Linked DNA regions of Sus scrofa: regions 2, 3 and 4 are each linked to region 1. The links are chromatin contacts, called in public Hi-C, HiChIP or PLAC-seq and promoter capture Hi-C maps. All regions are on one chromosome and are shown on one strand. Each heading gives the region's core, a stretch centred on a gene start, on an enhancer-like site or on the middle of the called end of the contact. The rest is flanking DNA. Distances are from core to core; before and after follow the strand shown.

Region 1 (7,702 bases), core at 2,534-5,033:
CCAGATGGGGGCCTATCAGAGGAGTCAAGAGTAATAATAGAACTGATGTCTGTCTCAGCCCAGTTCTGTACTTACCACCCTGAGACATGATGTAACAGGCCCTTTCAAACCAGTGATGAACTTGGGATTCTATTTCATTGTTTACCCTACTCTCCAGCAGTTGGTGGGAATCAAACTCAGCATTTTCGTATAAAACTCCTCTCTTTAACTTGATTACTGTCTCTATGTTCCATCATGAGTAGGACCACTTCTGTACAATGCCAGATGTTAACACAATTCAAGAGAAGGAATCTGAACAAAGAGTATGGTCATAGAACTTGTACTTTGTAGATTCAAATTTATTTCAATCATTTATGATTTTAGATGACTCCTTTGAATTAACTTTAAATACCAAACCCAGTACCTCTAGGAAATGCCTATGTCTAAATTCAGGAAATGCATAAAGCAATTATCAAGACTCACTGAAACAGGAAATCTGACTACAGAGTAACTTTAAAAAAGAAAAAAGCTTAGTAGAGAATGAACATAACAATTAACATTAGTCTATGCCTCTCTGTGAGATACAAAGTTTTTAATTTTCAAGCATAAACAATAAGGATTCTGTTTTAAAAATCAAGACTGAAATAGTAATTAGGACTTGCTTTGCTGTGGGCAGGGTTAGTTCTGAGTTTTGCTGGGTTGATAGGCTTGAGGAAGTATTTCAGCTCTCTATAAAAAGAATAAAAAAAGACAAAAAACTCTTTATGCCTTCAAAGCCATCCAGCCCACCATTTACTGAGCAATCTCCAGCTCTAATTCCAAGTAAGGAATACATCTCCAATGAAGAGATATTTTAAACCATTAAAATCTTCAGTTTTAGGCCATTTTAACTAGAGCTGCAGGGCAAAGAAGAAAAAGCCATTTTATGTTTTCAATCCAAATGCACAGAGAAGACTGTTTTTTGATAAATCATATGCTTTTAAATCACTTAGTATGTCAAATGATATGCTTTTTTGTGTCTCCTTTCCTTTGCCCCCAAATTAATGACCTAGAGGAATGTAAGGAAAACATAAAGCTAGGAACTCTTTTTTGATTCATTTTCATAGAGTTAATGTCTATAGGCACTGCCAAAGGCATAATCTTGATTGGAAAAACAACACAAAGAAGGACAAAGATGAAAGTGATTTGCAAGTATAACTCCAGACTGAAGATAATTTTTATTCCCAATGCAGTTTTTAAAAATTTCTGAATTCCACAAATATTCCCAATGAGTTAATAAGACCAAACACATTCATGCACACTTCTTGCTTGAAAACCATCAACTCACTTCCCATGCACAGAAAGGGATGTGGAGACAAAGTTGAAGACCATTAAGCTTCAAAGATGTTCCAGAAGGGAAGTGTTCTTATGGTCAGGTAAACTACTTTTCCTGACTATACACTGAAGTTAAAGACCGTTTGTTAAAATTAAAAAACACAAACAAAACAAAACAAAAACACTGGAATGGGAAAATCCCAAACCAGAATTCAATTTCAGTCAGCCCTGTGTCTGGCACATTTTAGGCACCCATGTGTTTGCTTGGCTAAGGAAAGTTGATGGCAGAACACACTGGACAGAGACGGTGTTGAAATGTCATGTGGAAGGCTGTCCTTGCTTTTGAGAGTTGAAGTGACAGTGGAAAGATCCAAGACCTCCAGACTCATCACCAGGATGTGCTACAGACTTAAAAGCAGTTGGTGGTTGAGGAAATTTTAATGTTATCTGTTTCCTTCATCTTTAAAGATATCTGCTTCGGTTTAAAATTCAGAAGTTTAGTCAGATCAAGGGAAAAGCTGCAAAATCTCCCTTAAAGGCAAATAAATTATCATTAAGAATAGATCTTAACACTGCTTTGGGTAGGCCAAGGTTGCCTCTCTGGCATTTTGCATGGAAGTGTTCCAAGGAACACTTGTTGGAAACTATATCACCATGCAAACCTTACTAGACTTAAAGCAACTTTTAAGTCCAGCGATATGAGAGCTATTTGGCTTCTTAACCCTACACATATTACATTTAGCACGCTGTTTGACAGTTAACTGAATAAAATTTAGCCCAGGGGAGGAAGGGGGGGGCATGAAAAGAGGCCTCTCAAGGCAGGAAACATGGAATCGGAATCTTATTAAACTTTTCTTTACATTATTCCCCCAATTTTCTTCTTCGAAAACTGGGCAAGCAAGACTCAGATCAAACATGCCCTATCCAAAATACTGAAAACTTCTTGGAAGCATCCCACAGCATCTCTTACCTTCCCTGTTTTAAAAAAAGAGGGAATGTTACAGCACACACCCTTTAGAGAACTTATTCCCCACCCACCTGCTCTGTAAACCGGTTTAAGGCCCCACCTAGGGCTTTACTTCAGGAGAGAATGCTGAAATATTCGATAAAACCACCAACCACCACAGACGCCTTTTGTTATGCCCTGCTCCCCCACCCCCGACCTGTATGGCTCCTCTTCCGATCTCCTTCCCGGAGTTCCAAGTCCCAAGATAACGATGCTGCGAACTAACGTCATACCCACACTTCCGACGAAGTTTTTTCAGCTGCTGCACCAAATGCTTTCCCACAATCCGGGAAGAAGCAAATGTGTAGGGATTGGAAAACACTGACTGGTTCTTTGCAGCAGCGGGCAGAGAGGGAGGGGGACGAGGGACCAAAGCCCAAGTTTCCCGGAGAGGATTGCAACACCTCTCCGCCGACATGTGGCCGACAGAAGCGTGGCCTCGTTCCTGCGCCCCCGTGGGAAGGGCGTCAGGGACAGACACCTGAGCCTTCCCAGCAAGATGCCTTTGCACCTTTCCCTCCCGTCTGGTCCGGCGCCTTCCTCTCCCCCGAAGGAAATGCTCTCCTCACCCAGAACCTAGGCGAGGACTACTATGTCCCCGTCCCACGTGGGTGCTGTCCCATCCCTACATCCGCATCTATCCCAAATCTGGATCCTCTTTCCCGACCGCCGCTCCTTTCCCCTTTGTCCGGAGGGATGCTTCGCCATGGGAGTGTGCGACAGTGCGTGCCCAGGGGATCCAAGTTAAGTCCCGTCCCTCACGGGCCTGGGACCTGAAGGGACGCGCTCAGGCGGCGGGGAGCGCAGGGCGCCGCGCGCTCACCTGGCAGCGCCTGGGGGACTGGCCACCTGCGCCAGGGACCCGAGGTCCCCGGGGACCCCGTGCTGTCAGGCCTCCCGCGGAGCGGGACAGGCGTGGGAGCTGCCCACACGTGCTCCGCGGCCGCCCGCTCCTCCCGGGGCAGCCTCCATCCTCCCGGGCCTGACTCACCGAGAACTTTCTTCTCCGCGTCTTCACTGCCCGCGGCGGCCGAAGAGGCGGGGGCCGCGGTGCCCGGGGCCGTGGGGGCCGCGGGGGCCGCGTCTCCACCCGGGTTGCCCGCTACCAGGGCGGCGGGCGCCGGGGCGGCGGCCTGGGGCGCGCCGCTGCCCGCCGGGCTCTTGGGCGCGGGGTCCTGGGGGGCCGCGGCGGCCGCCTCCGCCGGAGCCTGCGGGAGGGTGGTGGTGGTGGTAGTGGTGCTGGTGGTGCTGGTGGTGGTGGCCTCGCCCGCCTCGCTCATGCCGCCTCCTCCGCTCTCCCTCGGGCACCTCGGTGGCGGTTGGTCGGCGGTTAGCGCAGCTGGAGGTCGCGGCGGCCGGGGCTCGCTCTCGGGGAGGCCGGTGCGGATCTCGTGGCGCGGGCGGCGGCGGCCGAGGTGGGTCTCGCGGCGGAGGCGGCTCGAGCTCTCGGGCTGTGCGCTCGCTCTTGGGCTCCTCGCTCGATCTTACTGCCCCAAAAATGGCCCCGCGCAAGTTTTTCTAGGCGGCGCACCGGCCGGAGAGGGAAGAGGGTGGAGAGAGTTGGCTCCCGAGTTGGGCATCGACTTCATTAGCATTTAAAGGGGCCCGGTGCCCTTTCCACCCGCCGATCGGCCCGGGACTGAGAGCAGGGGCCCGAGTGGCCGGGAAAGGAAAGCAAGGGTGGATCTGAGGTTGGCAGGGTACTCTGGAGTTTTCTGCCGAGCACGCTCTGCCGGCCCTTTGTTGGAGCCGGGCAGCGGGGCACTCCTGCCTAACCACATCTTCTAGGAGGAGCAAAGTAGGGCATCCAAATGACCGGGCGCTTCTCTCTCTCAAATACTGGCTTTTAAAATCCGTTCTAGTTATCCATGCAACGTTTATGAAGCACGAAAAACTGTTTCTGATACAGCAGTGAAGAACTGGAATTATACAATCTTAAAGCTATTTGGCTACTTCCTCTTGAAAGATGTTAGATGGTTTCTTCTATAATCCACAGGTGAGGAAACTGAGGTCCAAACCTCCATGAAGTAATGCAAATATCAGAGTTTACATCAATGTAATGGCAACAAATAGTGAGCTGCTAATATATATGTAATAATACTATACTTGGGGGGGAGGATAAATTTTACCTTCTTCTCTAATTGCCCCTGCCAGCTAGTGAAAACTTAAGCAACTGAGCCCTCTTAGCCTCAGGGAGGAGAGTAACAGAGAAACGGATCACCCAATAAACGGTAGTCCGTTTGCAGAGCTCACATGGCCTTTGGAGAATGGACGAGATCATGCTGAACACCAGGCCAGAGGGACCGTGCTCTGTATTCAAGAACTATTGGGATACAGGCTATCAGGCGTCCTTTGCCTCCAGGATCCAGGCAAGTCTAGGTTTACACTCTAGTGCTGCTCTTAGTTAATGGAGTCAACTTGGACGAGGTGTTCAATATCCCAGAGTTGGTTTCCTCAAAGGAACGTGGATGGGATTATCACATGTAACTCCAGTGTCTGGTCTAACGAAAAATTCCGTTTTTCATTCCTTATTCCCCTAAATCATTTACACCCTCCAACCTCGCCCGACCCCAGAATTCTATGTTCTGTGGCTGCATCAGAAGGGTAGTTATCAGGTGTAATTCATCATTATATTCCCACTGGTTAGCACACAGTACCTAACACAGAGTTAGAGCATAGTAAATGTTTACTAAATGAAAACAAATAAAAAGACCAACATTTTCCACACTCACTTACTTACGAACACATTCATTATCAATAATTGTTTTTTAAATAATGACTTGTATTTTTTCCGTTATAACTGGTTTACAGTGTTCTGTCAATTTTCTATTGTACAGAAAGCTGACCCAGTTACATATACATGTATACATTCTTTTTTCTCACATTATCATGCTCCATCATAAGTGACTAGACAAAGTTCCCAGTGCTGTACAGGAGGCTCTCATTGCTTGTCCATTCCAAAGGCAATAGTTTGCATCTATTAGCCCCAAATTCCCAATCCATCCCACTCCCTCCCCCTTCCCCTCCCCCTTGGCAACCACAAGTCTGTTTTTCATGTCCATGATTTTCTTTTCTGTGGAAAGATTCATTTGTGTTGTATATTAGATTCCAGCATTATCAATAATTGTAATGCCCTGCTTTATTGCTTTCTTACTCCATCCATGAAAAATACAACTTAAAAATTAATTCTTAGGAAAAAAAAGCAAAATATGGAATATTTGACTTTTCCATGTAACTCATCTATATTTTAAAATATTTAATTGACAAAGGTGTTAATGTTAGATTCATATTTTAGACTGTAATGTGGACCATACAGTGATATTATCTATATGTAGTTAAAAAAAAATATGGAATATTTGACTTTTCCATGTAACTCATCTATATTTTTAAATTTTTAATTGACAAAGGTGTTAATGTTAAATTCATATTTTAGACTGTAATATGGACCATACAGTGATATTATCTATATGTAGTTATGTTAAAAAAATGCTAGTTTGATTCTAAGTGTGGTTAAATTATTTCTTAGTTTTAAAGAGTATAGTCAGTTAAAATTATATGCATGATTTATTCTGGTGAGGATTGGCCATTGACTTTCTTATCTAACAAAATGATTATCATTGCTATGCAAAATTGGATTGCAAGGAAAAAAATGAGGGCTTGAACTGTTCAAACTCCAATCTAATAGCCAAAACCACTCTCTCTCTATATATATATTCACCCTTGGAAAATAATTCATGACTAACAGGTGTGGTCTCCAACCTCTGGAAGACCCTAAAATAATTACAGATGCATCCTGGGATTTCCTAGAATTTTGTGCTGGAATGACTCCCAAAACTACTCATCGTTTTCATCCAAAAAAAGCAGCAAGCAGCTGGGAGTTCTTGGTACTGTGCTAAATAAATCTAGAGAGAATTAATTAAAATAAATATAATCTGTTGTTTTAATAATCATAACAAGAAAGCAATTTTGATACGGATGCACACAGTTTTCCATTCCTTTGCTTACTCATTAATCCATATGCTCATGCATTAGCACATATTTATTAAACTATATACTATGCACCTAAGTGCTACATTATGAGTATCTAATGTTGGTCTAAAGCCTGCTCTGAGGTTTTTTTCATGTTGTTAACTCATTTTTTTTTCATTTCTATTCTAAGAAAACATCGTTTCTTAAATTTGAGGTTAAGAACAACAATGAAAAAGAATCACAATCTAATCATAACCTAATTGGTGATGGCAATCCTTTTTAAGCTATGACAGGTTTGGTCACGAAAATGAAAGCCACGCTGTTCCTAGTATGAACAGAGAGTTTCACAACTGTTGGAAGGGGAGAGAAAGCTGGAGAGCTCCACTGGAGATCTCAGACTCCAGCCCCACCAATGCAGGGCTTCTCAAGGGCTTCCCTGAAGCCACTGGTGGCACAGGATCTCCAGGAGGCTCCCAACTATTCAGAGCTAGAGCCAGTTTTGTAAGACTTAAAGTTTACCCAATTGGGAGCTCTCTTTAAGAATAAAGAAATGAAAGTGTGAATACAAATTTGCAAGCTAATTCCAGAGTCTTAAAAAAGGCCCATGCAAGAAAGGCGCCCCGAAGTTTAAACTGCATTAGCTTCACCATGAGTCCACCCATATCAGCTATCTCAGTTGGCCACATGGATGCTGGAGTTCCTCAAGAAGTTTATCTGGGAGCAGCTTTGAGCCTCCATGTGCCCGGACGTCTTCCTATAAGTGACTGGAAAAAACAGTGTCCTCTTCTGCCTTCGAAATCTTGAATTAGTGCCTCTTATTAACAGTTTCTAACCTGGAACCTTTCAGGGAAGGAGACTCTGGGAAATAAATTTCCTGCCTTGAGGGAGGTTAAAGATGATGCCGAGCTGACAAAGGACTAGTGCGCATACCACCCAAGGGAAGACAGTGCAGTTGATTGACTAAAGAGATTAAGGAGCATTTGAACCATTCAAGACACTGAAGCTTAAGTATGGACGCATTACTATATGAGCATATATCAAACTGGAATACAGTGAAGTATTAAGTAACACCTGATTGATTCTAAAACAACACAGAAGGGAATCAGCTAGTTTGGAATAAAAAAGTAGAGGAATAAGAGAGCAAAGGGTTTTCATGGTCTCCAGCACAATGTTCATGGGAGAAGGTACCCTGATTATGTCTCTGTTGTTCACTAATAATGCATTCACTGCCTTTATTGATTATTCGCATTAGATGCCAAGGATATCATGCAAATCAAAACCAGAATGGCCCTATATTCAAGGAGCTTATGGTCTAGACTAGTACCATCTGATTGAAATATAATTTGAGCCCCAAATATGAGGCACATATGTAATTTTAAAATTTCTGGCAGCCACAACACATAAGAAGAAACAGATGGTATTAATTTTAATACA
Region 2 (7,702 bases), core at 2,200-4,699, 1.7 Mb before region 1:
AGATCCAATGCTGGATCCTGCTGTGCCACAAGAGGACGTCGTCATTATTATTCTTGAATGAGAAAAAAATAGAATATTAAAAATTAAAAATTAGAAAACTGACAAAGCATGGTGGTAAGGCTGGCAGTAACAAGGCAGCAGTGGCTTACACTGCAAAGCTGACACTGAGTTCCTGTTCGCAAGTTTTCACGATGTCAGAATTTCAAACTTTTCCTTTGGGGAGAGTGTCACCTCAGTAGTGACGAATGCCAGGACTGAATAATGGGGATGAAGAAATGAGGGGATTTCATCTCTTATTTTTCAGGGGGAACTAGGTTTACTCATAAGACATGATCTGGAAAACAGCACCCTCTAAATCATAGTTAATCCAACCCAACAGTCATCAGCTTCTGATGCTCCGAAGAGGCAAGGACAATGGGGGGAACTCGGTCGGAAGCAGGGCCAGTTACACGATGTGGCGGTGGGACAGCAGAGATGCTGTGATACACTTCACTCTGAGCCATTCAACAAGTTGCATTCCAGCATCTGGAAAAGTACTTTGTAAGAAATAGGCTGCTCTCACAGAGTCATCGCTTTTCGAAAAAAAATGGGGGAGGGCGTTCTAAAGGAGCCAAGGATCCTCGTGCTTTTTAGACCAGAGGTATCCAAAGTACAGCTTTCTTATTAGTCCTAGAAGAAGGGGTCCCAGCCTGAGACTGGGCTGCCCTGCTACGTGGGGTGACTTTCAGGCAGCCATTCACGAGGGCTCGAGATGGCCAGGACAGGCCAAGGCTTTCCTTATCAGCACCCTCTCCACATCCACGCACAGGGGTACCTGCTTTTAGAAGCCTACCAGAAACACACAGTTCTGAGTCACTGGAGGCTGAGTCTGAAAAGCACACGTGTGCCTCTCCCCACAGCCTGCACGGATGTGGAGAGAGCCACATCCACCTGAATTAAGAAACATATGCACATCGTTCATGGGACAGCCAAACAAACCTGGATTAGAGCCCTGTCTCATATACCACGAGTTAAGAGGTCGCTTCCAGGAACAAATGGAAGGGACTCGGGCAGTCCAGAAATGCCCAGAAAGAGAAAGGAGGGAACATGAAAACCCAAATAAGATGAAACCTCACACTTGGACTCACTAATACCCCTTGCAGGAGAAAAGGTACTTCCTAGTGGCAAGGCAAGAAAGTGGGCACCTGGCTAGGGACTGCAGGTCGAAAGGCAGAGCGTTACTAAACCTATAACTCAGGCTCAGCTAGACAGATTTCCTGGCACCTTTTTCTTGCCTTTTCTGAAGATTCTGGGCTGAGGTGCTTCCCACTATTATTTTCTGGACGAAAACTTAGATGCAAGTTTCCAGAGCCCCAGGACTGAACAAAAAACAGGAAGGGAGAGGACAAGACTATTAGGTGCTTTTCTGAAAGGAAACTCCTCAAGGATCAAATCTCCCTGGTTGGTCAACTTATTTCGATGGAAGGCTGGAAGGAGGCAGAACAGCAACCCTCCTCTCCTCGTCTCCTGTCTCCTGGATCTGCTTTTTCCTGAGGAACTGTCAGCAAAGGACAGGAGCAGCCTAGTGCCCTGGGGCAGTGGTACCCAGCCAGCATGAGGGAGGAACTTCAACCCAGGAGCTGGGGTTCCCCGGTACCCTTTCTTCCTGCCTTGGGAGATGGGATCCCCATTTTGCTTGTGGATTTTATTGGTAGAGGCATGCTTCCAGCCAGGAATAGGAATGTCATGAAAGAGGCCTCTTGGTGTCGGGCCGGGTGAGTGGAGACCAACTACTTTTCTTGTCAAGGGGGTGGTAATCACAGTGGGCTGGAGATTCCACAGCTTTGGTGGACATAAAGGGATCTAGGGTTACAGATGAGAAAATGTGATACCAATGGAAGCTCCAGACAAGGCCAGGCCATGAAATGCCAGCATGACTTTAGTGAGGGCCCACCCTCCTTGTGAAGAGGCCCAAGGATGGAGGGTGGCACGAGAGACTGGCTGGGATGTGTCTGTCCATCATACCTACACTGTATATATGGGAGTGCTGAAGATGCTGGTGTTTCCTGACATCCCTTTGCCCTCGGCATGAAAACACACACTTCCCTGGGGACCTCAGATGACTCCCATCCTTGTAGCCCCCAAACACTAAAGAAACCCATTGCTCGGAGCTCCTGCAGCAAGATGAGGGTTTCGATCCAGTTAGCTTCAGAACACATTTCCCAGAAGATTCTCTACCTTGCCCAGTAATGAAACCCAAGAGCCACCATCTCAGCCCCCGACGCCCACTGGTGCCTAAGGATGAGGGAGAGAAGAGGAAAGAAAGCACTAACCTGTCTCCAAGTTTCCCTCAGCAGAAGGAGGGGACCACCTGGTACTGGAGTTTGGGGTTGGAGGGACGCCCCTCTTCAAAGGCAGATGAAGATTCTCATCCTCAGTGGCTCTTCCTGTCCTTGGCTGAGCCTCCCAAGCTGGGGAGGGGAACTGGGTCCCCCGAGGATGAGGCACGGAGGGAGGGGCAGGGGGAGGAGAAGGAGGTCCTACCTGTGGAAGGTGGCACACCCCCCACACTGGGCCGGTTACCCTGGGGAGGAGGGGAGGAGCCTCTCCCAACCAGGAGTTGTCTCCTCCCCCTTGGGGGAGTCCCCCTCCCCCCCAAACTGATCCTGTCGGGAGCGGAGGGCTCTTTCTGTCCGCAGGAGATCTGAGCGGAGGGGCTCGGCCCTGTTCCACTGTCTAGGTACAAGGAAGTTGGGGGAGTTCTTCCCTCTCCTGAAAGGCGGAAAGCCGGCTCCCCTTCTTTCCCTGGAGTGTCCTCTGCTTCCGAGCAAAAGGAATCCTCTCCCCAGTGAGGACTGGATAGGATGGAGGGCGCCTACTCCACAGGCATATCCCCCTTTCTCTCTGCCTCCAAAGTCCACTACTGCGGAGAGTGAGTCGGGAGGAGTGGAGGCACGCCGGGGCGGTCCCACTCCGCTTCCTTGGGTAAGGATCACCCCTTTTTCCACTTCGGGAGCTCTATTCCCGGGCCAGTCCGGGGATCTTCCTCGCTCCTAGAGGGGTCTCTCTTCTTTCCTTCGCCCTAGTGGGAAGGGTCTTCTCTCCGGCCGGGGGAGAGGTGGCTTGCGTCCCCGCTCCCGCCTCTTCTCCTGGGGTGCCCCGGAGGGTGGGGTTTTCGTACTCCCCGCTCTCCCGGAGCTGGCCTGGGCAGCAGAGGCCGGGAGGCCGCGGCTCCCGACGCCCGTCACTGGCTACTGCGGCGGCCGCGCCTCCTCCAGTCGCGTCCAGTCCGCTCCGCTCGCTCCGGCGCGCGGGGCTCTCCGCGCCGCCACCGCTCTGGCTCCGGCCAGTCCGGGGCTCCCGGGGAGCCAGGAGGCGGACGGACGGTGTCAGGACTCGGCTGGGGCTTGGGCTCGGCTCGGCTCCGCTGCAGGCCCCGGCTCCTCCCCGGCCTCCGCGCCGCGCTCGGCGCCCCTCCCCCGCCCCCGCCCGCCGGGCCGCAGCCGCCGCCGCCTCCCCGCGCGGGTTAAGGAGGAGCGGGCGGCGCCGAGCCGCGGGCCGCGCCGCCGGGGGTGCGCTGCGCCCGGGGAGCCGCGCCGCCGCACCCGCGCTCCCGCGGCACCCGGCGCGTGCCGCCTTCGCCCCCTCCGGCCGCCACCCCGCCACTTGGCCGGATACAGCCTGCGCATCCACCCTGGATGACAACCCACTGCTGTCTGTCGGGAGATTCCCCGGTTCGCGCCACAAGAACTGTCAATTTCATTTCAACACTAATTCTGTCACACTGACCTTTTCTCATTGTCTGCTATATACGGATGAAGATCTCCGGTTTTCTCGGGAATGTCTTTGACGGGCTTCTCTTCCCCCTGGGATAACTTACACGGGGTTATGGGGTTGGAGCGAAGTTAATATGTTACCCTGGTGTCACCCTGGAGTTCAATAAATGTTTGTTGAATGAATTTAGAAAAGGATAAATGGGCGTGCAACAGAGAAAATTCCAGACTAAACATCACAAAATCTTGCTTTATAAACTTGAGCAAAGCCCTTGTTCTATGGAATCTTGGTCAGCAAGAGGGGATCCTGATACTCTCTGGGCCCACGCCGGCAAGACTGTTGTGAGAATCAAATGAGTTCATTTATGTGAAAATGCTTTTTTATTATTATTTGTGTGTGTGTGTGTCTTTTTGCCTTTTCTAGGGCCGCTCCCACGGCATATGGAGGTTCCCAGGCTAGGAGTCTAATCCGACCTGTAGCCACCGGCCTACGCCAGAGCCACAGCAACACCGGATCCGAGCCTCGTTTGAGACCTACACCACAGCTCACGGCAACGCTGGATCCTTAACCCATTGAGCAAGGCCAGGGATGGAACCCGCAACCTCATGGTTCCTAGTCGGATTGGTTAACCACTGAGCCACGACGGGAACTCCTGAAAATGCTTTTTTAAACTGTACGGTGTACAAAGGATACAAAATATTGTTCACTTCACAATCATATAGCATATCTTATCCTGGTCACATAGTGTAGAATATTCTCGTTCTTCGCCCTTTGCATAATAATCCCCCCCTCCCCCGCGCGCGCTAGAGACAGAAGGTAAGCCAGGCAGACCACCTCCATTTTTCCTCCTGGAATCATGTTATTCCTCTGCGAATTCTTATATGTTTCATCCTCCGGCCTATTAAACTTGTCTCAAACTACTCTACTTTCTATCACATCAAATAATAAGAAAGCAAAAATATCACCCATAAAATATTTTTCAATTGCTCAAAAAAAAAAAGACTGCATACTTAAGATTAGGGCTTGATCACTACATTTCACATTTAAGTCTTTTTTTGTCTTCTGGCTAAATACAAAATACTATATTTTATGTGTGTATATATATATATATATATATATATGTTACATTATATTTACAATATGCCAGGAATTGAGCTCTGCGTGCATTATCCCATTTAATTCTTCTAGCCATAGGCACTATTATTAAACCTATTTTACAGACGTGAAAACTGACCTAGAGGCATCAACTATCTCTCAGTCAGTTCAAGTGATTAGTAAGAAGTAAAGTTGAGACTTAAATTAACAAATCTAAAATTCAGGAGTTCCCCATTGTGGCGCAGCGGAAATGAATCTGACTAGGAACCATGAGGTTTCGGGTTCGATCCCTGGCTTTGTTCAGTGCGTGTGGGTTAAGGATCTGGTGATGCTGTGAGCTGTGCTGTAGGTTGCAGTCGAAGCTAGGATCTGACATTGCTGTGGCTGTGGTGTGGGCTGGCAGCTGTAGCTCTGATTGGACCCCTAGCCTGGGAACCTCCGTATGCCATGGGTGCAACCCTAAAAAGCAAAAAAACAAAAAAAACCCCCTCAAATCCAAATGACTCCTTTTTTTTTTTTTTTTTTTTTTTTTTTTTTTTGCAGTGCCTACAGCATGGGGAAGTTCCTAGACCAGGAAACGAACCTGAGTCACAATAGTGACGACAGTGGATCCTTAACCACTAGGCCACCAGGGAACTCCCCAAGTGATTCTTAACTTGTTTCATTTTCCTAAACTTTCAGAATTAAAAGTCTTTCCTTTAATTTTAATTAAGAGCAGTTTATTCCAATTGAGGCTTTTCTTTCTTTCCACCTTTCCAGTTCCCAGGATTAAAACTCTATTTTTCCCTCTTCACTGAAGCATTAACTCATTCTCCTGTACACAGATAATTTGGCATCACATGTTTCTTGCTATATGTTAAATTTCTTGTTTTTGTTTTGTTTTGGCCGCCTCTTGGCATATGGAAGTTCCTGGGCCAGGGATTAGATCCAAACTGCAGTTGTCAATCTAAGCTATCTTTGGCAACTCTAGATCCTTAACCCACTGTTCCAGGCCGGGGATGGAACCTGCATCCCAGCGATCCCAAGATGCCGGGGATCCCATTGCGCCACATCGGGAACTCCTAGATGTCTTGTTATGTTTCCTACTTTCAATTCTTTTTTAACATTTTCTATGTATATAAAACTTGGGGAACAGGTGTAGAGAAGTCCAAGTATTAGAAATGGGAAAGTTAGGGAAAGATTAGACTCTCCTTTTCCTAGAAATTGAGAAAAATAAAAAGCTCAAGAAATTATTTGACATAAACAAGATAATTGCTGCAGCATTATTTATAACTGTAGGAAATTAGAAAAAACTTAAACATCCATAATAGGGTAACTGTTTTTTGTTTTTGTTTTTTTCTTTTTATTTTTTTGTCTTTTAAGGGCCACACCTGCAGCATACGAAGGTTCCCAGGCTAGGGGTCTAATCAGAGCTGTAGCCGCCGGCCTACACCACAGGCACAGCAACTCAGGACCGAGCCGCGTCGGTGACCTACACCACAGCCCACGGCAATGCTGGATCCTTAACCCACTGATCAAGGACAAGGATCGAACCAAGGTCCTCATGGATGCTAGTCAGATTTGTTTCCACTAAGCCATGATGGGAACTCCTATAATAGGGTAACTGTTAAATGTGCTATGGCACAGCTATATAATAGAATATTATTTAGCTTTCCAATGAGTAGTTGTATTTAATTCTGAGAGGCAGAATTTGTGAGGATTGCTTGTCTTTTTGTCTTCTTTACCATTTAGATATTTTGCAATAGACATGTATAATTTTTTTCATATATCTGAATATATTCTGGTGAGAAATCATGTTAAAAACTGTTTCTATAATATTTTATAGTTTCTATTTAAAATGAGTGTGTAAAAAATAAAATACATATGTATGTGTATGTATTTGTGTATATATGTACACACACAGATGGATATACACCAAAGATGTGAGCTTAAAGATTGTTATAATTTACTTCATTTTCTCTCTCTTTTTTTTTTTGTCTTTTCTAGGGCCACACCTGCGGCATAAGGCGGTTCCCAGGCTAGGGGTCTAATTGGAGCTGTAGCTACTGGCCTACACCACAGCTCACAGCAACGCCAGATCCTTAATCCACTGAGCGAGGCCAGGGATCAAACCCGAAACCTCATGGTTCATGGTTCCTAGTCAGATTTGTTAACCACTGAGCCATGACCGGAACTCCTCATTTTCTACTTTATCCATAATTAGTGCTTGCAGGATTTTTGCTTATGTTATTATTATTTTTTTTTTTTTTTACGGCCACACCAGCGGCATATGGAGGCTCCCAGGCTAGGGATCAATCGGAGCTACAGCCTCCTGCCCACTCCACAGCCACAGCAATGCCAGACCGAGCTATATATGCAACCTACACTACAGCTCACAGCAACGCCAGATCCTTAACCCACTGAACAAGGCCAGGGATTGAACCCAAACCCCATGGTCCCTAGTCGGATTCATTTCTGCTGTACCACCACGGGAACTCCTGCTTATGTTATTTTTCAATATTAAAAAAGGTGGTGTTCCCGCTGTGGCTCAGAGGGTTAAGAATCCACCTAGCATCCATGAGGATTCCAGTTTGATCCCTGGTCTCGCTCAGTGGGTTAAGGATCTGATGTTGCTGATCTCGAGTTGCTGTGGCTGTGGCACAGGCTGGCAGCTGCAGCTTCAATTGGACCCTAGCCTGGGAACTTCCATATGCTGCAGGTTTGGCCCTAAAAAAGAATAAATAAATAAATAAAATTTGAAAAGGAAACTGACAAGTTGGTTTTGATTTGGTTTGGTTTGAGTCTTTTGCCCTGAGACAGAAGGAATCACTTGCATTCATTCTCCACTTACTTTCTATTAAGGAGGGTGATCTGG
Region 3 (7,702 bases), core at 3,893-6,392, 1.6 Mb after region 1:
TGTTCCACATCCCCTTATCCTGGGCTCATGGCCCTGTGCTTCTACCCTCTCGCCTCACACCTGAACTCTGTCCAACAACCAGCTCCCTTTGGATTAATACCATCGTGGGACTATCTACCCAGCTTTCACTTAGCTCTGTCCCTAAACACCAGCTCTCAGGGCCCAGGCTTGCTCTTGGTCAGGAGACAAGTTTGGACAGGGATCATGTTATTCTCTTCACCCAAAGCTCTATTGGCTTGCTGAAGAAGACAGATTTTTTTTTTTTTTTTAGTTTGCCATCTGTGGCCTGCCACTGTCTGATCCCGTCCCCTAATTACCACCCCTGCCAACACATCCTTATGACTTTCTAGACATTTTTCTCATTCTTCAAGACCTGACTCACATCAGCTCCTTGACGTCTTCCTCTTTCCCCCTCCTTTGTGCTCCATCTTTGGACTGTGTTCTTCCATCTCTGGAGCTTTTGTGCACATGGTGATCTTCCCATCTAGGGTGTATACTTTTTTTTTTTTTTTTTTTTTTTTTTGGCTTTTTGCTATTTCTTGGGCCGCTCTTGCGGCATATGGAGGTTCCCAGGCTAGGGGTCGAATCAGAGCCGTAGCCACTGGCCTACGCCAGAGCCACAGCAACGAGGGATCCAAGCCGCGTCTGCAACCCACACCACAGCTCACAGCAACGCGCCGGATTGTCAACCCACTGAGCAAGGGCAGGGACTGAACCCGCAACCTCATGGTTCCTAGTCAGATTCGTTAACCACTGTGCCACGACGGGAACTCCTAGGGTGTATAATTTTTAAAGGCAGGGGTGGTGACTTGTCCCTTCACTCCCCACACTGCTGAGAATACTGCTTTGGGGAAAACCCTACACATGGTAAGAGTACATCATTCCACTACAAAAATCTCCTAATGCCCCTGTGGCTCCCTGTGTCCCTCAGTCAACGATAAAAACCCTGCCCAGGCCTACAAGTTCTTGTAGGAGCTGATGTTTCTGCTGCTACTCTCCCCTAGCTCCTTGCTGTGCCCCGAACACATCAGACAAGACCTAACTTCAGAGCTTTTGCATTTGCTCTTCCCCTTCTTCTTTTGCTGTTCCCCTTATTGGGGCACTCTTCCCAGATATCTGCATGGCCGCTGTCTCAAGTTTGTGGGTGGCTCTCCAAGGCCACTTTCTCAGTGAGGCCTTTCTGGACCACCCTCATCACCTTGGGACCTCAGAGCCCTCTCTTTCCCCCTAAGCTGCTTGTGGTTTCTGCATAGCACATATCACCTCCCTTACACAGTATGTATATTTCACTCATATATCATTATGTTTATTGTGTCTCCTCTCCCCCCTACTAGAGTGTAAGCTTCATCCTAGGTTAAATCCGTTTGTTTGCCTCTGTATCTCCAGAGCCTCGGATATCAGAGGCACTCCTTAAATATTTGTTGAAAGAAAGAATAAGCAAATTAATAGTAGGTGCTTGATAAATGTTTATTAAATTGAATGAAAAGTGTCAGAAACAGACGACTGTGAAATTTCCAAACTCTCAAAATATGTCGGTTTAGGAGCACAGGGAAATTGAGTGCATGTCGCCTCGCTATAAACATCCTCGAGAAAGGATTTAAAATGGTGTGCTTGTGGCGCGAAGGCATCAGGGCAGGGAAATATGCGTCTTCGCAGAAATTTGGGGGCGGGGGGGCCTCCCAACTTCCCCCTGCGAGCACCGCACCTGGGAGGCGAGCTTGCCCTGCCGCCCGCCGCCCCCGAACACCTGTCTATACCGCACAGGTGTTTTCTTTTAAGTTATTTCAGTCTTCGCCTCTCTCCTCAGCTGATGAAGGACACAGAAGTCTTGGGTGGCTTAGGGGCCACTTCTCGGTTCTAAAGGAGAAAAGTACCAGGAGTGGAAAAGACAACAAAAGCATCGCCCGGGACTAGATTGCGGGTCGCTGGGTAGCAGAGTCCATTTTAGAGCCGCGAGTGGAACTTTCTTTTACCCAGGCTCCGCCTTTACGCTGTTTATTGGAAATTCTTCTCCCGGCTCACTTTTAAAGCCGCCGCCTACTTTCCGCAGGCGGATGGCGCTGCGAGCTCCCAGTTCCCCCTTCCCGCCGGGACTCCATAGTATTTTTTCACGCTTCGTCGCTACTACCGCTGACGCCTCCCTTCTCGTTATTAGCTGTACAGATCTCCGGTGCCTTGACTGTAAACAAAACACTTTAGATCTGAGCAAGGTCGGTGTAAGCACAGCCTTTCTGCTGGCGGCCAGATGTCTTAAGGTGGCGTGACTGTGACTCCTTTACTTTTCAAGATTAACAAAGCGACAAAATGGTGGGCCCACATATTAGTTGAAGAAACGTTCAGGGTGTGTAAGGGATAGAAGTATTAAATTTTTGCTTTTACCTAAGATATTAATTCCACGAGTAAAATCAAACATCAGTGCCAAGGTGTAATACACTAGAATATCTCCACTTTCATCTATGTGGTCCTTCGTGTAATTATGTATCTGAGTTTATGCTTATATATAATAGCGAATTCCAGTGAAGTCTAGCAATTATGTAAACATTTTCACAACAGTGATCTCATTTCAGGAATAGGGAATAAATTAGGGTATTGAGACGTACCCTAAATTTCATGTCCCTCTTACCCCTCCTCCAGTTCAGCAAATTAAGTGGGGCATTAAATGTAGAAAAATAAAGAAGACCTGACCTTTTACTATGATCTCAGGTGAAATATTTTGTCAGTCAGGTAGGAAGTCTTGACTTTGAAATAAGTTTGGGGCATCACCTCCCTCACTGCTCTCACCCTGCCTTTTGGGAATCTGCGTTTTAGCCAAATTAGTGCAAGGTCACACCAAAGGCCAAAGATAGTGGTATCAGGCCAGGGACCAGAGGCTACATCAAGGAAACATCTGCAGACAAGCCAGGGTATGAGAAGGAGCCATTCTGAATCACTTGTAAGAGAGGAGGGCCTGTAGACTATAGCACAGGCAGACCCAGGAAAACAAACAAACAAAAACAACCAGTTGAGGCCATCAGGAGGGAAAGGAACAGAAAATGAACCAGCTTTAGGGTGAGGGTGCTGCCTCTACTCTAGTCCTGGCTCTGCTACCAACTGGCTATGTGTCCCCAGACAAGAAACCCGAGTCTCAATTTCCTCAGTGGTAAAAAGAAAGGATTGAGCCACAGGGTTCTGAAGGCTCTCTCCCCCACCCCCTCCAGCTCTTACATTCTGGAGTGCACACGTGAGGCAGGCAGACAAAGTGGACAAACAATATGTGGTTAAGAAAACAAGTTACAAGTCAAACTCATCTGTATCATAGACTCCTAAGAAAACGGCTGTGGACTACTGAAGACACCTAAGAAAACTGTTGTGTACTATTAGAACTGAAGATTAGTTTCCAGTAACGTGTATAATAACTTTGACCCAGACCAAGATCATATATGGGAGTGGGGGAAGGCAGTTAAAGACTCTTTGGGCTCTGTTTCAGATATGATAGCCCTGTTCATCCTGTTTTAACTCCCATCATCTTGCTCAAAATCATATGGATAGGTAGACTTCAAGTTGCCAAGGGGAGCAGAGAAACGCCCAAATAATAATATCAGATCTGAGAACATGGTTGTGGTGGTTGTATAAATCACTTCACAATCTGGACTTTGCGATTACTTTCACCCTTCAGCGACTTGCAGCTCTCTCAAAGCGTTCACTTGTATCTATCTGAATGTTCTGGGTGGGCTGGAGAAGTGAATCTGGTGGGAGAGAAAGGTGAAGGAAGGAAGGGGCTGTTGTATTTGGCGGCGGGACTCAGGTAGAGGAAACTGCTACAAGCCGGGAAAGAACTGAAAAATATAAAAGAGGAGACGAGTTCCCACACGCAGACCAAGTCAGTGGCCTTAACAGTGCTTGGGAAGCAAGAACCTGGGCCAGGGGTGTATCCTCGCTTTTTTAAACGAAATGTATCTGAGACAGCTACTAAGTTTATTAGGGACTTGGGAGACCAATAGAGTTTTTGATCTCGAAGCCCTTTTCTTGTTTTTATTGAGGGAGAGCTTGGGTTCAGAATACATTACAAATGCAGCATCTATTCCAGTCTACTTATAGAAAGACGTCCTCCTGGGCTTCCCCCCTAAGCCCCCTGCCTCCCCTAGAACAGCACAGACTTCTAGGTTAAGGGTGAGCTAACCACTGCTCACCCCCAGCTAAGGCACCCAGGCTCAGGGGCTCCCCGCCTCCCCCGCTGAGCGAGCGGTGGGGGCCCCCCCGGGAGAGAGCCCAGCTGGGGGCCGAGCGCCCAGCGGCGAGCCCAGCTGCCCGCCCCTACCCGCTCGGCGAGCGAGGGGAAAATAAGATCGCCCTCGGCGAGGAGAGGGAGGTCGGGGCTCCGGAGCGGAGCGCAGCGCAGGGACCAGAACCCGCCACCTCTCCGGCCAGGCCCCTCCCCGGCTCCCCGGCCTTTTGGCGAGTTTGTCTTATTTTTAATTTCTCCGAGGCCAGCCAGAGCAGGTTTGCTGGCAGCCCGGCACCTCCAGCAGTCACGCGACCAGTCGAGCTCCCGGCCGCGCGCTCGGCGGCGGCGCGCTCGGGAGGCGGGGAGGCGCAGCGGCGGCTCAGGGGCCACCTTAAGGCCCAGCTCGCCAGTCTCGGCTGGGCGGCTCCCGGCGCCGCGACCAATGATCTCCTCCTCTGTTTAAATAGACTTGCGGTGTCAATCATCTTCTTCTTCGTCAGCCTCCCTTCCACCGCCATATTGGGCAACTAAAAAAAGGGGGCTCGTCTTTTCGGGGTGTTTTTCTCCCCCTCCCCTGTCCCCACTTTCTCGCCGCTCCGCGACTCCGACGCCGGCAAGGTTTGGAGAGCCGCTCGGTCGGCGGGACCCGCGGGCTCGCAGCGGCGGGGACTCGGACTGGCTCTGCCCCCTCCTCTCTCCGCTGCGCTCCTCTCCCCTCCCCTCCCCGCCCTCCAGCTCGCCCGTACACTTGATCGGCGGAGACTCGGGGCTGCCTGGCCCGGGCTGCCCCTCGCCCCCTCCCCCAGCCCCAGCGCGCTCCTGACGCTCGGGCGCTTACTCGTCGGTGTTTGTTTCTCTTGGCTCGGAGGGCAGCCGCAGGGCTTATAAGAGGGGCTCGGGCTGGGTCGAGGCGTTTTGTTTTGTTCGGTTTTGTTTTGCGAGAGCGCGAGAGAGGCGGTCGCCGAGCCCCGGGAGGAAGATGTCAAACGTGAGAGTGTCTAACGGGAGCCCGAGCCTGGAGCGGATGGACGCCAGACAGGCGGAGTACCCCAAGCCCTCGGCCTGCCGAAACCTCTTCGGCCCGGTCAATCACGAAGAGTTAACCCGGGACTTGGAGAAGCACTGCAGAGACATGGAAGAGGCCAGCCAGCGCAAGTGGAATTTTGATTTTCAGAATCACAAGCCCCTGGAGGGCAAATACGAGTGGCAGGAGGTGGAAAAGGGCAGCTTGCCCGAGTTCTACTACAGACCCCCGCGGCCACCCAAAGGCGCCTGCAAGGTGCCGGCGCAGGAGGGCCAGGGTGTCAGCGGGACCCGCCAGGCGGTGCCTTTAATTGGGTCTCAGGCCAACTCAGAGGACACACATTTGGTAGACCAAAAGACTGATGCACCGGACAGCCAGACGGGGTTAGCGGAGCAGTGCACTGGGATAAGGAAGCGACCTGCCACAGACGGTAATGACCCTTTCGAATGCATGAAACGTCTGTTTGTCTGCCTCTCTCTGTTTGTCTGCCGTGCTGTTTTCCCTGCTTGAGGATCTTAAACCTCCGCTTTCTTTTCAGCGCATTCTGACTTAGCTCTTGGGGAACACACCTTCCTCATCTTAGGTTTTAAATGCTATTTGGCTAGCTGCTGGTCTGTTTATGACTTTTAAGTCTGAAGCATGAGACTGTGCTATCTGATAATTTCTCTAACTGAAAACATCGCGGCTCCTCCCCGCTAGCCAGCTGTAGGTATGTGACAACGTTGGGATGTTTATCAACCACCTCCCTCTTCGCTTTGGAGAGAGAGAGATTTGGGGCGTAGAATACACTTTCTGTTATGTGAAAACAACCTCATTTTGTGCCCTTAAAGGCCACTGGGAATGACGGATCCAGGATGGTGGGTGGAGGTGGTGGGTTTTTTGTCCCCTCAGTATCGAGCCAACTTGTGTCAGCCATTGTTTTTTCTAATAAAGATTATTTGTGTGTGTTCTTTTTAAAATTCCCTCCTGCCTTTAGATTCCTCTCCTCAAAACAAAAGAGCCAACAGAACAGAAGAAAATGTTTCAGACGGTTCCCCGAACTCGGCTTCAGTGGAGCAGACGCCCAAGAAGCCCGGCCTCAGAAGGCGTCAAACGTAAACTGCTCGGTGGGTTGATCACTGGAAGCAAATAAGTGACACCCGATTTGGGCTGAAGGAACTCATGGGTTTTCAAACACCAAGATACCCGATCTTAGTGGTGTCTGGCAGATTAGAGCTTGTGGGGTTTTGTTTGTATTTTATGAGGTCCAAAAAAAGGAGGAATGGGAAAGACTGGGCATCAGGGTGGGGGTACTATAATTCTTCCCAGTTTCTCTGTCCTGAGATCATTTTCCTTTGAAGCTCCCAATGATTAGAGCAAGTGTCCCAGGCAAATACTTGCAACCAAGGCCCTGTGGGTAGGAAGGTCAGTTCCCTGAGAGTCCCATCAAAACGGTGTTGGGAACAATAGGTTCTTTTTCCATCTGAACAAGAGCGGGGGTCTGCCTCCATCCCACTTCAGGAGAATTCATCTCCCAGAGGACCAAGCTGACTCTAACAGATTTTGAGCCATACATGGAAAAAAATGGCAAATAAATGATCCAGTTAAAACTTTGAGGGAAAAGTTAGGTACAAATGGCTCATATCTGGTTAATCACATGGTTAGAAATGTGAATAGAGAGGAGTGTGGCTTTCTTTTATCTATCGTTTTCACAAAGTGTCACTTGCCCTGTTTTCTGATCAGTGTGGGGGATGGAGAAGGAACCTGTGTATTTAAAAAAAACCAAAATGGAAGGCTCAAAAACGCTAAGGTTCCTATGGAATTTCTGATAACACTGAAGTTACAAAGCAGAAGTTAAGTAACTCTGCCAGAGTAAGCAATCCAGGAACACGTCAGCATGTGTATGCTAATCGTGCTATAACAGGATAATTTGGATATTTGTAGGGGAAATGGATAGTAGATACCAGGGCTGCCACTGGTTAGGGCTACCCCGAACAAGGCAAGTGGACATTTTTCCACCTACTAAAATCTGATCAATGTAAAAAACTAATTTGCATAATTCAGCCCCCCAGCTTTACATGGATTGGTTTCCATAATGATCAAACTACATATATTAGTTAATAGTTTGTACACTCCTTACAGACAATGACCGTGACCTCTTTTTTTTCCCCTCCACAAACACCCTCATAGCTTAGCATTTAAAGAGATCCTAAGAGATGTTGACATTAACTTTCAAAATCCTCATTTATAAAAATTTTAAAATAAAGAACAGGGATGAAGGTAGGGTTCAAGTTTGTTGTGTTTTTACATCAGTGTCACAGGTAGGACTTTATTACATACGTCTGATATCTTTCAGAGCTTATACAACACGGCACTATCGAACCCTACGTTATAGCTGTATATGAAGTGAAAAAAATTTCTGAGTCAACCTTAACACCTGTGGCTCTTGTTGGTTGGTGACTCGTGGCCTAGCTCATCAGATGAGCCACAGCAAA
Region 4 (7,702 bases), core at 2,541-5,040, 1.3 Mb after region 1:
TTTATCCCTGACTGCACTGCTCAGTACCAAGAGGGACTTGCCAGCTGGAAATTGTTTTGCTAGAAAAAAGGAGTGGGGTGAAGAACCAGCTTCCCCAGCCTTTCAGGGCACCACATGAACGTGCAAGTTTGATTTTGAGGTAGGAGGTAGATGGGCCCCTGCGCTGAGAACAGCTGGGACTTGTTAGGCTGCGTAAATGGAGCCTTTCTTCTCTCTGACACACCTCAGGGAGAAAGTTAATGGCAGGAGCTGAGCTCTGCTGGAGTAAAAAGATAAGATAACCACATCAATCACTCCTGGGGTCAAGGAGACCTCCCCAATTACGCATGCGCACAAAGACTCCTAGGGATCACACAGGGAAGTGGTACCAGGCCATAATAAGTCCTGATACTGTCCCATGACCCTTTGCTCTGGAATCTGTCTTGTGCCATCTTGGCACATTGGGGAGGGCCCTGGGTTCTGTCAGGTGTGAGAAACAAAAGAAGAAAACTGACCAAAGGAAAACAAAGACCAGGAGATCTGTCCTATGTAAGTGGTTTAAACCACTCATCTGGTGCACCCTTCACTGAGGAGGATGCTCGAACCCGAGCTCCTCTTCTGGGTGTGTGCTAGTGCTTTGGTTCTGCCTTAGACATGTAAGACTACTTCTCTGTGTGCTCTCCCACGTGTTGTACTGTGTTTCTAGCAATAAACTCTGTACCTGTTTTCACGGGCTTTGCCTCTTTGAAACAGTCTTGCTTTCAACAAGGGACAGGAAGCGGGGCAATTCTGCTTTTATTTATTTTTTGTCTTTTGGGGGCTGCACCCGCAGCATATGGAGGTTCCCAGGCTAGGGGCTTAATCAGAGCTGTTGCCGCCGGCCTACGCCAGAGTTACAACAACGTGGGTTCTGAGCTGCATCCTTGATCTACACCACAGCTCACCACAATGCCAGATCCTTAACCCACTGAGCAAGGCAAGGGATCGAACCCGCAACCTCATGGTTCCTAGTCAGATTCGTTTCCGCTGTGCCATGACGGAAACTCCCCCAATTCTGCGTTTAGCCTCTAGTTAGTCTAGTGGCTGTTTTTCACCCAGGCTGCCCAGGTTCAATTCCTGAGCAGAAAATTAAGATCCCATTCCAAGCCATCACTCACTGCTGTTTCTCCAAAATTAATTTCGCCTGACGCAGACCTGCGAAGCTAAGAGGTATAGAGATGCTAGAAACATGGAAAAAAACAGGAACAGCAGTTATGGAGCAGAAGAGATCACAGTTCCCAGTGACCTGCTCTGCAGACAAACCCAGCAGCTATCACCACTTAAGAAACCAGTGACTAGTACTGCCACCTGAGACATGCCCCCCATCATCAGCTTTCACCCCACAGGTATTTACACTTACTGCTGACAGCTGCCTACATCCCTCCCTGCTTCCTCCCCTGCCCCCAGTCTCCCCTGGAGCCTAGAATCACAATAGCAGCCAGCCCAGGACTCTGTGGTTGCATGAATGCAAGATGCCAGTCTGGACCCCTGTGGTTGACCTCCACTACCCTGTGCTCAATCTGGGCTACCCCTCCAGCTGTAAACTTGATGCCTGCCACTGGCCTCCATCACAGTGCACCTGCCTGGCAGAGACTGTGAAGCCACAGAGAGCACACCAACAACCAGCACCTCCCACCCCCACCTCCTGCCCTGCCATGTTGGATTCTCAGAAGGAGAAAAGCAGAAGATGGGGTAGAAAGCTGACTTAAAGAAATTATAACTGAGAACTTCCCAAACCTGGGGAGAGATTTGAACATACAAGTTCATGAAGCTTATAGGTCATCCGAAAATTTCAAAACCAAAACATTATTTTCCAAGCCCAATAAGTTGCCTAAAATCAAAACAAAGAGTGAATTTTACAAGCTTCAAGAGAAAACAATTTTCTTATACATAGGTTATCAGTGGATTTCTTTGCAGATACCTTGCTGGCCAGTAGAGAATGGGATACACATATATTTTTTTTTTTCTCCTTTTGGCCACCCCACAGCATAAAGAGTCCTGAACCAGGCATCAGATCCGAGGCACAGCTGTGAACTACGCTGCAGCTGTGGCAATGCCAGATCTTTAACCCGCTGTGCTGAACTGGGGATTGAACCTGCATGCCAGTGCTCTTGAGACACCACTGATGCTGTTCGGCCACAGCAGGAACTCCTGGGATGATATATTTATCCATTCATCAATTGATGGATCCCTTCTAGAATGAAACATTTATCCAAAGGGAAGCATAAAAATCACCATCACATCAGTATGGATTAGGGTATAGAACACAATTAAATATTGGTGTGGGAGAGGGAACAAGAGTCAGACTATGACTTACTTTCCCTTCTTTGCCTTCTCGCTCATCCTCCCCAAATATCTGAGAGAAGAACCAAGGGCTTTGCAAGAGGGAATGGACACATTACTTAGCGGGCCTTTCCCAGTTCCATAAGTCTGGTGGTTTATGTAAACTTCAAGACTATAGTCAAACATCACCTCTTAGGAAACTCTTTTGATCTCTCAGGCAGTTTTTAGTTCTATCTTCACATTCTCACCAAATACTGAATTTATGTTCACTTGAATTTTTCTCATGGTACAGTGGGCCCTCCATACCCAAGATTTCTTCCTTGCAGATTTAGAGGGGCCAGCTGTAAGGAACTTGAATATCCATGGATTTTGGTATCCTCCAGAGGCAGGGGGTCCTGGAACCAATCCCCCAGAGGATACCCAGGGAGGACAGTACTGTGATGGGGAGCAGAGGAAAGAGCATGAGATTTATAACCAGAGAATCCCAAATCCTAGTTTCACCACATACTACCTAGTGACCATGAGGAAATTACCTGCTTATGGTCATCAGGGTTATTGGGAAAATTAAATGAGTTAAAGCAGGTGAAATGTTTGTGATACTGCAGAATAGAAGGGATTTAATCATTTCATCAATTTGACACTCTTTCTGATGATATGCATAAGACGTTTATGTATATATAATCTCAGGGTATTCGCTTGAAATTTCGTAAAACAAACAATATGAGTTGCAAAGTTCTGAGAATCCCAGAACCGCTCAACTCCTTGATGGGAATACATTGTTAAGTCTTCGTACACGATGCGAGAAAGTTGGCAGTTTCTGTTTTGCGTTACCCATACTTCTTTTCCGCCTTTGCTAGTTTCAGAATGCCCTGTGATAATTGTCAAGCTCCCCAGAAAGTGACGAGACTTGGGGCATCCACTTTCCTTTGAAGATGCATAAACATCTAACAAACGAGTCAGCATTTTCTATTCATTTTGCTCTCATTTTCAACTCCGTCCTTTACCATCAAGTATTTTTTTTTTTTTTTGCACGGTTGTCTACTGCCAAACTTCCACCTTTTGGAACTGAAACAGGAACTTTGCATTCAGACAGCTATGGGTTCCAACCCTAAGTCTAACACCTCTATTTTGCCATTTGTAAAACAAGATTTAAGATTTCACAACACATACGAATACGGAGCCATTACATTGTACACCTGAAACTAATATAATGCTATATGTCACTTATATCTCAGTTAAAACGGAAAACAATAAATGCCCAAAATACACACACAAAAACAAACTCCCCCCAAACCTATTATGTAAAGTTCTAAAAATAGGAGTAAAGTGCCTAGTGTGTGAATAATGCTTAAAGGTGATGTGCAATATTACAACAGGAAACGCTGCACCCTGCGGGGCGGTTCTGTCTTTGAGGAGGTTGGGCCCTTTAAGGCTGCGCCGCGGGAGTCTTCCGCGCGAGTCTCCCCGCCCTCCCTCGGGCCGGGGCGGGGGCCCTCTAACCCGGAACTGACGGCCGCCGCAGCCGGCGCGGCCAATTGGCGTCCCGGAAGGAGCGAGCTGCGGCGTCTGAGCAAGCGAGTGAGTGAAAGCGGCGCCGCCCGCCGGCCGCGGGCGCGGCTGGTGCCGGGCGTTCCCCTGCCTTTTGGTCTTGGGTTTCCCCAAAGAAGGCGGCGAGGGGCGTGTAGCCCAGCCACGTATCCTTGCAGTCAGTTCCCCAAGTAGGGCCTCCTGTCCCCTGCCGCCCGCGCCACTCGTTGGGTTGGGCGCGCCATCCCCACACCGCAGCCCGTGTAGCTTTCTCATCTAGGTCCCTGGCCCCTGCCCTGTCGCCCCGCCGCCGGAGCGGTCACCGCCCGTTCCACCGTTCCTCCGCTGCCACCGCTGCCGGCAACCATGGGCAGTGAGCAGAGCTCCGAGGCCGAGAGCCGACCCAACGATCTGAACTCCTCAGGTCGGTGTCCTAACTTCCCCTCTCCTCCAGCCAGTCCTGCCTGCTTGCGGAGCGGGCTACCTCCCAGCCTGGTGGGGACTGGGACGGGTGACAGGAACGCACAGAAAGCTCTCACCGTGTTTTTTTCCTTAAAAAAAAAAAAAAAAAAAAAAAAAAAAAAAAAAGTAACCATCTGGCCTGGCTTTGATTCTCCCAATGGTAGTGAGTGCCTGTGATTGCAAGCTGAGCCAGGTGGCCGCCCGTGCCCATTAATTTTCAAAACAGCTGTGTTTCTCTCAGTGTAGCCTACGCTTTGAAAGAGGACCTAAATAATATCTGGCTTTAGTATTGATGCCTGACAGTGAGGTTTGGTCGCACAGTGTATGGTTCACAGACAAGACCTCAAAGAACAGATTCCTTCTTAGAAGTGGGTCCCAGAGATTCCTTTTCAGAGGGATGTGTGACAGGTGTTTTGCAGCCTTGGTTTTGGTGCCTTGGTTTTGGTGCCCAGGAACTGCAACCAATCGGAAGATTTCTCGGCTCCTTTTTTAATATAGAAGTTGTTTGGGAAGGCAGGTTCTGATGTTTTTCTTATTCTTCACTCATCCATATTTTTTAGATTTCTCTCCGAGTTTGATATAGGAACGGGAGCTTACTGTTCCTGTAATACAATGAGCAGTCAGTAAATAAAACAGGTGATGCTTTGCTAACTGAGAATCATTTGCTCCTCTTTGTTACCTGCCAAACCCTGGGACCACTGGAGTTGCCCTGGATAAGAGTTGTTAATCCAAATTGGCTTATATCTGGAGCCTAAAAAGAGCTCTGGTCATAGAACTGCTCTGTTCTTGGTAGGATCTGTACTTCAGAAATATAGACGCTAACAGATCAGGGGATTCCACACTGAAAGCTGCCCTTCTAGTTCAGACCATTCCGGGAGCTAGATTAGACAGTTTTTTATGGTGTGCAGCATGTACTAGCTTTGCTATTTTTTTTTTTTTTTGGAAGACCCAGAATGTAGTATCTGTTATAACAAACACAGAAATAGATGTTACCTCTTACTTTCTTGCCTCTGTGTCAGGCCAGAAACATTCTTTGGGAAGAAGTGTGGCATCTTTTTAATAGGATTGCTCACCTACTAACCAACAGCCTGAGCTCTAAATAGTACTAGATTGCACTAATTGGTATTACCCAATAGCATAGGTTGCAACTTGCCTGTTCCCCTGTGCTTAGTGCTTCACATGTGTTCCTCTTTAATCCTTGCAGTAGCCCCATTTTCAGATGAGTAGTAGAGGCTAACTAGAATCTAGCAAAATCTGTTTTTGTATGGGGTCTAGGGAAGGAGCAATTACTTTGTAGCAGGAAAGATTTCTGGCCTGGGATTTGTAAAACATTAGGTGAATTAGCAAAAGAGGGTAAGAGAGATTTCTTGAAGAGCAGTGAAAGTAGCTGAGATGCAGTGAATGCCAAGACACAGACTTTCGGCTCCAGGAGGCAGGGCAGTTCTATGGCTGCATGTTCGGCATATGGAAGTTCCCAGGCTAGGGGCTGAATCAGAGCTGCAGCTGCTGGCCTGCACCACAGCTACAGGAACGCAGAATACTTAACCCACTGAGCGAGGCTAGAGATCCAACCTACATCCTAATAGATACCAGTTGAGTTCATTATTGCTGAGCCACAACAGAAACTCCTCTGGATAAACTTTTGAGACATGATGATGGTGAGCCTGTAAATACTACCTTTTAGAGTATAAAACAATAAAGATTATTCTTGCCCCAACCAGGAAGATATTTGGGAGAAGAGGATTTCTTGGTCTAGGGAGCCCTTGATCGTTTGCATCACTCCCTCTAAATGGATTACGTTCTCCTTGGAGACCTGAAATTTACCTGCATCTCTAGCAGTCCTCCAAATTCTGAATTTTGCCTCAGCCTGCAATGGACCTACTGGTTATTTCTGTCCTGTGACTTTAAGGGTGAAGAGGGTGGTACCATCACCTAAGGTTGAGAACCCCCCCTCCCCAACCGTGATTACTGTCTATCCAACATACTGGGCTTGCTTGCTGTGATGTGATGGCTACACAGCTTTGCAAAGTGCCACAGGGATGGGCCATGTATACCAACAACTCATAAACTTCCAGTTCCTTTCTTAATTCTGTTTCTAGCACTGTTGATCTTGAGCAAGTCACAGCTAAATTTTGTACCTCTGTTTCCTCATTGGTGAAATAGAGGCAAACATCAGGAGGCGGAAAGCAAAAATTAAAAATAATCTGCTTTTTCTTTTGTGTATTGAATAATAAAATACTTGCAGTTATAAAAACAATTTCATAGTTGGCGTGTGTTCCTGTGAAGTTTGAGGGTTTTTCAATCTCAGAAAATAGAGGTCCTCCATAACTCATCTCCCATATCCCAGCCTTCACTGCAGGATAACTACAGTTAACATTTTTGTGTATGTATAAAAAAAAAATAGTCTTTTTAATGACTACAGTGAAGACAGCTTTGGTGAGGGAGAGGAAGCTAACTAACAGGCAACTTCTGAGCAGTGTAACTTTGTTTTCAGTGGCCCCTTCTCCAGCTAAGCATAGAGCCAAGATGGATGATATTGTGGTTGTAGCTCAGGGCTCCCAGGCCTCACGGAATGTCAGCAATGATCCTGATGTCATCAAGTTGCAAGAGATTCCAACCTTCCAGCCACTTTTGAAAGGTAAGAACTTGCGTTTTTTAAAAAAAATTATTGAAATATAGTTGATTTGCAATATGTTTCAGGTGTACAGCAGAGTGATTTGGTTATATGTGTGTGTGTGTATATATATATATACTTTTTCAGATTCTTTTCCATTACAGGTTATTATAAGACATTTAATGTAGTAGTACCCTACTGATATCATAGGACAGGTCTTCCAGACAGAAAATCATTACAGCAGCAGAGATCCCAAATGACAATAGAATAGACTTAATTGATATCTACAGGACACTACATCCAAAAAACCCCAGAATACACATTCTTTTCAAGTGCACATGGACCATTCTCTAGGATAGACCACACACTAGGACACAAAGCAAGCCTCAACAAATTTAAGAGGATAGAAATTATTCAAGGGTTTGCATTTTATTTTATCTGGACTTGCTGGAAAGGTGTGCATAGCCCCACTACTCTATCCTGATATCCCTGTGCCTTACTCATCTCCTTTAAGTCTTTCCTTAAATGCTGTCTTCTTGATGAGGTGTTTCTTCACTCCTCTATTTAGAATTGCAGCCCCTTTCTCTGCCCTGTTTTTCTGGAGCTCATAATCACCATTGACCTACTACATAGTTTATTTGTTTATTGTCTGTACTTCTCTGCTAGAATGTGAGCTCCCTAATGGCAGGAACTGTCTGTGTTTTGTGTACTGTTGAATCCTTAGCATTGCAGTAGAGCCCTGCTATAATGTAGGGACCGAGTAAATGCATGAATGAATGATGTTGAAGTTGGCTTACC

Evidence for each region. Promoter capture Hi-C pulls out the DNA fragments that hold promoters and counts their contacts. Hi-C and Micro-C count contacts between places; a contact is called where the count stands out from the background. HiChIP or PLAC-seq counts read pairs in DNA pulled down with a chosen protein or histone mark.
Region 2: a Hi-C map of liver shows a contact between it and region 1, with 7 times the contacts expected there. The contact joins the promoter of FOXJ2 here to the promoter of YBX3 in region 1. A contact is called at or near these places in 1 of 47 Hi-C or Micro-C datasets (liver) and 1 of 2 datasets of contacts at active chromatin or transcription factors (skeletal muscle).
Region 3: an H3K27ac HiChIP or PLAC-seq map of alveolar macrophages shows a contact between it and region 1. The contact joins the promoter of CDKN1B here to the promoter of YBX3 in region 1. A contact is called at or near these places in 1 of 5 promoter capture datasets (fetal liver), 4 of 47 Hi-C or Micro-C datasets (heart right ventricle, liver and skeletal muscle) and 2 of 2 datasets of contacts at active chromatin or transcription factors (alveolar macrophages and skeletal muscle).
Region 4: a contact with region 1 is called in a promoter capture Hi-C map of fetal liver, with 6 times the contacts expected there. The contact joins the promoter of BORCS5 here to the promoter of YBX3 in region 1. A contact is called at or near these places in 2 of 5 promoter capture datasets (fetal liver and liver) and 2 of 2 datasets of contacts at active chromatin or transcription factors (alveolar macrophages and skeletal muscle).

What each region holds. Positions count from the first base shown.
Region 1 is chr5:61,333,949-61,341,650 of Sscrofa11.1, reverse strand. YBX3 (Y-box-binding protein 3) reads right to left here and starts at 3,783. Exons shown (of 10, transcript XM_003126475.3): 1 at 3,291-3,783. The coding sequence starts at 3,579.
Region 2 is chr5:63,057,725-63,065,426 of Sscrofa11.1, reverse strand. It overlaps FOXJ2 (forkhead box protein J2), which reads right to left and starts at 3,449. Exons shown (of 11, transcript XM_021092393.1): 1 at 2,313-3,449.
Region 3 is chr5:59,733,271-59,740,972 of Sscrofa11.1, reverse strand. It overlaps CDKN1B (cyclin dependent kinase inhibitor 1B), which reads left to right and starts at 5,142. Exons shown (of 3, transcript NM_214316.1): 1 at 5,142-5,658; 2 at 6,205-6,334. The coding sequence starts at 5,184. The coding sequence ends at 6,326.
Region 4 is chr5:60,069,064-60,076,765 of Sscrofa11.1, reverse strand. BORCS5 (a long non-coding RNA gene) reads left to right here and starts at 3,790. Exons shown (of 4, transcript XR_002344101.1): 1 at 3,790-4,252; 2 at 6,785-6,928.